Regions from separate parts of the Bactrocera dorsalis genome. Here region 1 is linked to region 2. A link is a contact called in public Hi-C data. All regions are on one chromosome and are shown on one strand. Each heading gives the region's core, a stretch centred on a gene start, on an enhancer-like site or on the middle of the called end of the contact. The rest is flanking DNA. Distances are from core to core; before and after follow the strand shown. Region 1 overlaps LOC105224594 (synapsin). Region 2 overlaps LOC105224594 (synapsin).

Region 1 (4,283 bases), core at 345-2,844, 100 kb before region 2:
AATTTGAGGTGAAAAAATATTTTCTCTGCTAATTAGTTTTGCGCTTATTTGAGGTTATGTAATGATGCATATGTGAACTGAACTATGAGTATGAGTAAAGTGATGTATTATGAGCTGATAGAAAATATACATTATTTTTTCTTTGAATAATGGGTTAGTATGGCTGATATGTTTTTTATTAAGTAGTGAATGAGCCTTTTAGAATTAAATTGGCACTGCAGCGCTGCACGATCGCCTCTATATATTATTTGCACTTTGCTTTTCGCTTAAGACTTTCGTAGTGTTAGACTAACGAGCAGTACGCCCACGGCCAGATAATTACCATTGCTCTCGGAGCGCGAATAAGATGGTCGTGTGTACGATGGCAGATCGGCTGTAGTGTTATAAGCGTTCGAAGCAGGGCTTGAGTTGGATGCATAGCCGGAGGTATCACCAGCTGCTGGCAAATTGGCGGGCGCGCTGTAGACGCTTGCCGAACGTATGCCCATCTTCGATTTCCAATCTGGGCCACCGCTCGTGGAGGAAGTAGCGCCACCAGCAACGCCTGTTGCATTGTTATCGTCGGCAAGTGCACCAGCAACAGGGGCGGCATCGCTGCTCGGACCAGCTGTTGTGGTGTTTGTTGTGTTAGTATCCATGCGTGTAATGGTCTCAATGGAAGTTGAGCTGCCGTAATTGAAAGTACGGTTGTCCTTGCCGGCGCTTGGTGGCGTGGTCGAGGTTGAGTTGCGGTAGCTGCTGCTAGCGATAGCGCCAGTCGGTGGTGGCGGTGGTGGTCCAGTCGGCGGTGGTGGCGATTTAATGCCCACATTACCGTTACGATTGATGCGCGATGAAATCGAAGAGGATGAGATCGATGAAGATGATGTGGTGGATACGGCGCTACCGATAGTTTGATTGGTTGCGGAAGTTTTTAGTGCGCCCTTATCGAAGGGATTAACGCGCTCTTGTGGCTCAAAATTGGTGACTGGCTTGTATTTGTTCTCTTCTTGGAATGTATCTAAAACGCTGGAAGATGGCTTGCTGCTGTAGCTAGCAGCTGAGCTGGCGCTAACGCTCATACTGCCCGCTGTCAATGTGGAGTTCGTCGAGGTGTCCGAGCGTGCATCGTATGGCTTCTCTGCGGTCAATTTGGGTGATGGCTGTGCTGAGATCACGTCGGAGGCGACGCTTGAAGTGCTGCCGCTCACCGACTTACCACCGGCGCTTGCAAATGAGAATTGCTTGCCTAGAAACGAGCCGGTACTGATGCCGCTTATGCCACTGCCGCCTGCACTGCCAGGTCCACCGCCACCGCTGCTTGTCTCGCTAGCTGTTCTTCCGCGTTTCTTGTTCGCTAATTCCTACATGTCACCAAATATCCCCGCAAAGGTCTTACGCAAATTCTTCATTGTATCCTCCGCATCTTCAACAACGGAACTCTGAGTTTGCGGAGGACGTGTCGAGACCCTCGAGGCCGACGACACGCTCGATGCCTGCGATGTTTGTGAATCTCGACGGACCACACCGCCCGCGCTGCCAGGTACACTGGTCGGAGCCGGTGCAGTTGGCTCCTCAGGTACCTCGGAAATGCTGCTGCGACTGCTGAGACGTCCTATTGAGCCGACTGCTGGTGAAGTGCGTTCGGGTATTGGTGGTGGACCGCCCATTGGAGCTGGGCGTGGACCGGCGGGTGCCGGTGGTGTTGGTGCCATATCCTCGGTAGGACTCTCACCACGCGAGGAAATGGATGAACGTGATGGTTGACGTATACCATGTGGTGGTCCACCGGTCTGTGCCATGCTTGGCCGGCAGACGTTCTGAAATGGTTTACATGTATGAGTTGTAGTTCCAGTTCAGCTTTCCATTAATATAATATGTAATATACTCACTTGCATTCGTGCCGAGACTAAGTCGGCGATCTGGCGCCGATCTTCTTCCTGACTATCGCCAATTAGAGCGAATGTACAATCACAAGCACTTATTATGTGCTCGCGGCCGTCTTTGCCGACCACCACGGAAATGCCGCATACCTCCATGCCGCCAAAGAGCTCGGAAATCTGCAAATGTTTAAAAATTTAGTCATACAAGTTGCTAATGCACTATGCTGTGGACAAACATGCGGTTGCTGTGGTATACATGTGTTTGCAATTTGCAATTCGACCGACTTCTGTTATGCATTAATCAATTCGGGATTGCGGGCACGACTGGCCTAAAGTCTCCCTCTAATAACAACTAATGATACTGTGTTTGCCCAAATCGCAACACATTACGATTTATCGTTAGTGAGCTTAGATTGTTTATTTGTAGCTTGTATACTCATATGTAAGTATTTAATCGAATGACTGCGGTTCGCATTGCACTAACCCCACCGCTCTCCTGCTGACAAATAATACGTACATCGCTTGCTAATTCATTATTCAAAATACGCAGTTGATCGTTGTTGATATGTGGCCACAACAAACACCCCTGTTGGGCAACGTATCTGAGCTTATCGATTTACTAGTTCTAGCTATGTATGAGATGTATGACGTATACAAACTTAGAATTGTTATTGGTTGAATGACTTACACTGATAACACTGCTTAACGAATTTGAAGCAAACATTTGGGACTGGTGTGCTAAAAGGTGTCCTGCCTACGAATTTGAGTTCACTTTAGTAAATGGAGGTGGCATGACCACTACACATCTTGACTACAATAAAAACCTAACATTTTAGGAAATGTTGCAAAACGAGTAAGAAACAGCCTTTAAGAGCACAGTCGCAAAATGATGGTGAAAACTAGCGCAATTGAACCATCCCAGAGATGATATACAGAGCTTTCCAATAACAGTGATACGATTTCTTAAAAAAAAAAACACACACAAGTACCATCGATACAATTAAGTTCTGAATATAACATCATACAAATTGCCTCCACGACTTCTTTGACAGCAGCGAATTCGATGAACGCAATTTTCGAGTGCTTTTTACCCTCAATAAAGTCGTACTTCAATCTTGAAGTGAACCTGTTTTATTGCTAAAAACAAATGACTTCAAATGACTCTGAAGAAGTAATCTAATGATCTACTTGGAGGTCATTCAATATCACAATTTCGTGAAATAATCGAATTTTAAAACTTGTCTGGCCATAATTCGGTTGTTGCAAGTGCTGTGTGGCACGTAGCCCCATCTTGTTGGAACCAGATGTTGTCAAGATCGACTATACCAATTGGGGCTATAAAAAGTGAGCTATCATCGATCTAAATGTACCGCCCTCTACTGACAGTAATGGTGTCAGCAGCTTCATTTTAAAAGAAGTATGGACCGATGATGCACCAGACCAAAAACCGCACCAAACTGTCAATTTAAGTGAATAAAATTGTTGTTCATGAATAATGTGAGGATTTGCTGCGCACCTGAAATGACAGTGCGCCACTCAAATGAAAGTGATTATCGTTTTTAAGTTGTTTCAAGTGAAAATCAGCAAATTCACGACGTTTACGATGGTCTAATGGTTTCAGTTCTTGAGTTAGAACAATTTTATACAGATGCAAGCCGAAATCCTTTCTCCGCCAGGTTGTGGCTTGAGACAGCCCCAATTTTTGTGAAAGGCTTGGAATCCACAACTTGCAGTCTTCTGCAACACCTGCCTGAACGTCAGCAATATTTTCATTTCTTCGAGCGGGTCTTTGTCTTATCGCCACTTGAACATTATGTAAAGAAAAGAATTACAGATCATGACATATTAAAAATGACCGCAACGACACTTAGAAATCATATCATCCGTATTGGTAAACCAGGTATAGGTTACTAGAATATAGGAAAACTACATATGTGTCATTATGATGTTCTTAAAGCTCAAAAGAAATTGAACCAACTGAGCAAGAGCTTTAAAGCGTCCAGAAAAAAAACTGAGCTTTGCTATTAGAACTAAATTGATATGATTTTTAATTAGCCGTAAGCTTCAGAAGTTTGACTGCTGTCGGATCATTACTTTATGAATTATAACATTTGGAGTGAAGCAACTTTGGTTAAATTCTACAAAATAATTTTGGATGACCGTAAAGTGAAGTTTTTCGAGATAGCAGGCGCGTTAGATATATGAAATGAATGTGTACATCATATTATTCACGTATATTTGGGTATGAGAAAGCTCTGTGCGAATTGGATGCTGCGCGAGCTCACTTTGGCCCAAAAACAGCGACAAATTGATGATTCAGAGCAGATTTTGGAGAACTTCGAAGCCCGAGGTTTTTGCATCGATATGTGACAATGGATGAAACATGGCTCCACCATTTCACTCCGAAGACCAATAAACAGT
Region 2 (4,021 bases), core at 122-2,621:
TAAAAGGAAGCGAAGCAAATATATCTGGAAGTGAACGAGGGCAAGACTCCTGTCATCAAAGAAACAGTCGTCGCACTCGGGACTGGCTCCCACGTGACTGTTGATAGTCATAACTTTGAAGTCGTAGTTAATTTCGTCTATCTTGGAACCAGTAACAACAACAATGTGAACCTCGAAATTCGACGTAGAACAACTCTTGCCAACAGGTGCTACTTCCGATTGAGTAGGAAATTGAGAAGTAAAGTTCTCTCCCGACGAACAAAAACCAAACTCTATAGTCACTCATTACTACCGTCCTCCTATATTGTGCAGAGGTATGGACGATGACAATATCTGATAAGTCGACGTTACGAGTTTTCGAGATAAAGTTTCTGCGAAAGATTTGTGGTACTTTGTGCGTTGGCCACGGCGAATTTCGCATTCGATGGAAGGATGAGCTGTATGAGATATACGATGAAATTGACATAGTTCAGCGAATTAAGAGACAGAGGCTACGCCTACTAGGTCATGTCGTGCGAATGAACGAAAACGTGTCAGCTCAGAAAGTATTCGACGCAATACCCGCCGGGGGAAGCAGAGGAAGAACCAGGTGAAGGACCTGGACCTGGCTACACTTCTCATAAGCGCTGTCTATGAAAATAAAGAAGAAGAATGTAGCTTATTTAGTTCTTTAAATCGGCTAATTGGACCCTTCTGTGTTTTCATGAAAACATGTCGTTTTGTGAAAAAGAATCGGGATCCAGAAACCCTTTTAGATTGAGACTATCTGTAGCCCACGTGTGTTGGAGATACGCATTTCAAGACCTGGTTTCGAACTCAGTTACAGAGTAGCTTTCAATACGTAAGGCCCTCGACTCTTACTGTTACTGTTACTTAAAAATAATATTTAACTTTTTACGAATATTAACTCAAAATTAATTACATAAATTATACAAATTATAAAATCGAACAAATCAACAACAAAAAGAAAATAAATGAATAAAAAATTCACGTACAAAAACAACAAAGCCAACAAAAAATTAAAAAAAATAACTCTGCAGCTGATAGTTGACCTCGTGCAAGCGTTGTTGTGCAAGTGCAAATGGTCGGTGAAAGGTGAAAAGGTGATTGTGCAAGTGCGTATAAATAAATGAATTTACATACACATAGAAATATATGCAGATGTACAGTTGTTTGTGAATGTGTGCGTGTGTGAACAAATATTGTTTAAGGCTTACCGGTGGCGGGGCGCAGTATCGCCCACACCCAGCAGTTGCTATAGCGCTAATATTGACAGAAAACTGCGAGTTAACCGAACAGTGCTGCGCTGTTCAGTTCGAGACGCTTTGCACACGTGCGCTCAACTGTCTCGCGGTCCGCAGTTGTTCAACTCTACGCTTACCAGAGCCAAGTGCCTTAATAGGCGCGAGCGTTTATACCGTTATTCCACGCTTCGGATACACAGGAAGTTGGCAAATTGAACACACAAAAGTGTTTTATTAAACAAGATTTCCACACGCGGCAATCCTCGCTGTCAGTTGCGGCCCTTACTTGTCTGTCGTGCTGAGTGCTGAGACGTTGAAATGCCTGCGAGTCACGCCCAAATGCTGCAAGAAATTAAATTAAAATGTTGCAGTTATTTATGCTGTCTTGAGAATAATAAACTGCGGTTTTTTTATATATAAATGCCATCCTTTGAAAGCTAATGATGAGAGAAATAAAATTAAATTTATGTTACTAAGATGTTTATGGGATTTCGTACGCATGAAAGGTGAGTTTACATAATGAAAGAAAATTTTCTTCAACCACGGTTGGGACACTAAGTCACTAAAACCTCTTCTTAACTTATTATAACATAATATTATTATTAATTTTCCATCCTTGCATCCAATTTGGCTTATACTCGTACAGGGTGAGCTAAAGGCTTTCTAACTTCACCAACACTGAGAAAAATGGGACAAATAAAATGAAACCTAGGTATCTATTATAATGCCACCCTCACATAAACCCTTGTCCTCATTAGCAAACAGTTGATTTTCACCAGCTTCTCTTGGGACCATCAAAATTATTCATTATAAACAGTAACAGGTTATAATTACTTGGTGCCGGGCTCGGACTATAAGGTCGTCTAGCTCTTAGAGCCGAGGCAAATCGATATGAGTGGCTAGGCGTTCTTCTAATGGATCACAATTCCTCTCATCTTGACCAAATCTGGCCACTTCTGGGCGGTTTCTTACTCCGGACGATGCAATTATTGACAGTACAAGATCCGAATTAAGAATTTGACCGTAGGCGAGAAGTTCATATCAGATGATTCCCTGCCAATCGCGCCAAAGACACACTCACTCGGCTCACCGTCAATCGAAAACGTAAGCATCAGAAATGTATTGATTTTGGTGCGATTCAGCAGCGAGTCGCAGATGGAGATTTGGTCTATAAGCTTTTTGCGTTATCTTGTGGAGCATCCCTACATCGTGCTTCGGCCAGACGTTACTAACTTGAATTAAGTCGTTCTAAACTGATCTTTAAACTCGACGATTGCCATTACTTTACCAAAAGAACTTCCACATCCCCATCCTCCAATTCAGTCACGTTAAAGTCATAAATCAGTGATTACCTGATGACAAATTATCCAATCACTCTCAAATGTGCATGTTCTGTACACTACCATGACCAAAATTATTAAGGCTTTGTTTATAATTTTTAAATTTTTTATTTATTCTTCAATATTTCCCTCGGAGTAATTCCCCTTAGCTTAATTCATTCTTCAGTATCCCCCTCAAAGTAATCCTCCCCCCCAAGAAACTTGTGCCAACGTTTTTTCCAATTTTCGAAACAGTTGTTAAAGTTCATTTCCAGAATAGCCTTACAATGTGCGTAGCGAAAAAGGTTCCTTCGGAGCGGTCGTTTGAGTTTGCTGAATAGTCGCACGGAGCTAAAGCAGGCGTATACGGTGGTTGCGGCACCATTTGGGTTGAAGATTTGGCGATAAACTCACGAAGTATCAATTCAATATGCGACGGTGCACTATCGTGGTGCAAAAATTAAGAATTGTCGGACCATAATTCCGACCTACTTTTACGAATAGCCATCGCACGACGCATAACACTTAAATAGTATACTGACAGTTTGATCGGTCGGAAGGAATTCGGAGACCACCACACATCGATAATCAAAGAAAATTGTTCACATAATCCTGATTTTTGATCTGTTTTGACGTGGTTATTTCGGCTTCGGCTCACCTTTGCCACGATATTTGGCTGATGGATCATCTGTTGATTTTGTCCTGAGCATGGGTCGTCGTCAATGCGTTCTCGACTCTTTTTGAATAATTTGTGCCAATAAAAAAAACTTGCTCGTGACAAACAATTATCACCGACGGCTATTTCAAACATTCTGAACGTTTCGGCACCAACAAAAATTAAATTACGCACACAAAGTTTAATGGAACTTCTTCACTCATCGTAAAAATCGCCGAATGCACTTTATGTAGTGCAGAAGGGCGACCGTGTACTTTAATCCACCGATTTGTACCAATGGTTACTTTGATGTGACATTTGGCACAGAAAATTACTTCAGGAATGTTTTTTACCGCTACAACAACAACAGTATTACTTCCACAATGAAACAGGTGACTCGCCTTCTTGATTTCATTAGATTTGTAAATGAAAGTTGCATTTAAATTTGTTCACAAACTATTTTTTGTAAAGAACACTTTTGCTAGGCGAGAACTTTTTCCAAAATATATATGAAATTCTGAAATTATTTTTTTCTTAAAAATCAACTGCACAAATTTCCTACTCATCTTTGTCAGGAAGCATGGCGTCCATAGGGAGTATGTCGTTTAGACTTAACGCTAACAACGAACCTTAACTGAGAACGATACCCAAAATATACATATAAGCTTGTAAATTATTTCGGGTCTTAAAGTAACTTGAGGCTGCTGAGTTTCCAATATTAAAAGCTTTATTAAATTTTATTCATTAGTGACCTTAGAGTTTGGTCCAAGCTCGTTAGAACGTACAAGTAAAAAACACTTCAA

What was found. Hi-C and Micro-C count contacts between places; a contact is called where the count stands out from the background.
Region 1: a contact with region 2 is called in a Hi-C map of whole body, with 2.1 times the contacts expected there. The contact joins two enhancer-like sites. A contact is called at or near these places in 2 of 2 Hi-C or Micro-C datasets (both in whole body).

Annotation. Positions count from the first base shown.
Region 1 is chr2:40,169,947-40,174,229 of ASM2337382v1, reverse strand. LOC105224594 (synapsin) reads right to left here. Exons shown (of 14, transcript XM_049447333.1): 12 at 1,872-2,039; 13 at 323-1,799. Among protein-coding and RNA genes, the nearest start is that of Trnam-cau, 19 kb to the left of the region's middle. Within about 2 kb of position 1,594, the one cell type or tissue checked has open chromatin away from gene starts, as enhancers often do.
Region 2 is chr2:40,068,556-40,072,576 of ASM2337382v1, reverse strand. It overlaps LOC105224594 (synapsin), which reads right to left. Exons shown (of 14, transcript XM_049447333.1): 3 at 1,218-1,586. Among protein-coding and RNA genes, the nearest start is that of LOC125776229, 24 kb to the right of the region's middle. Within about 2 kb of position 1,371, the one cell type or tissue checked has open chromatin away from gene starts, as enhancers often do.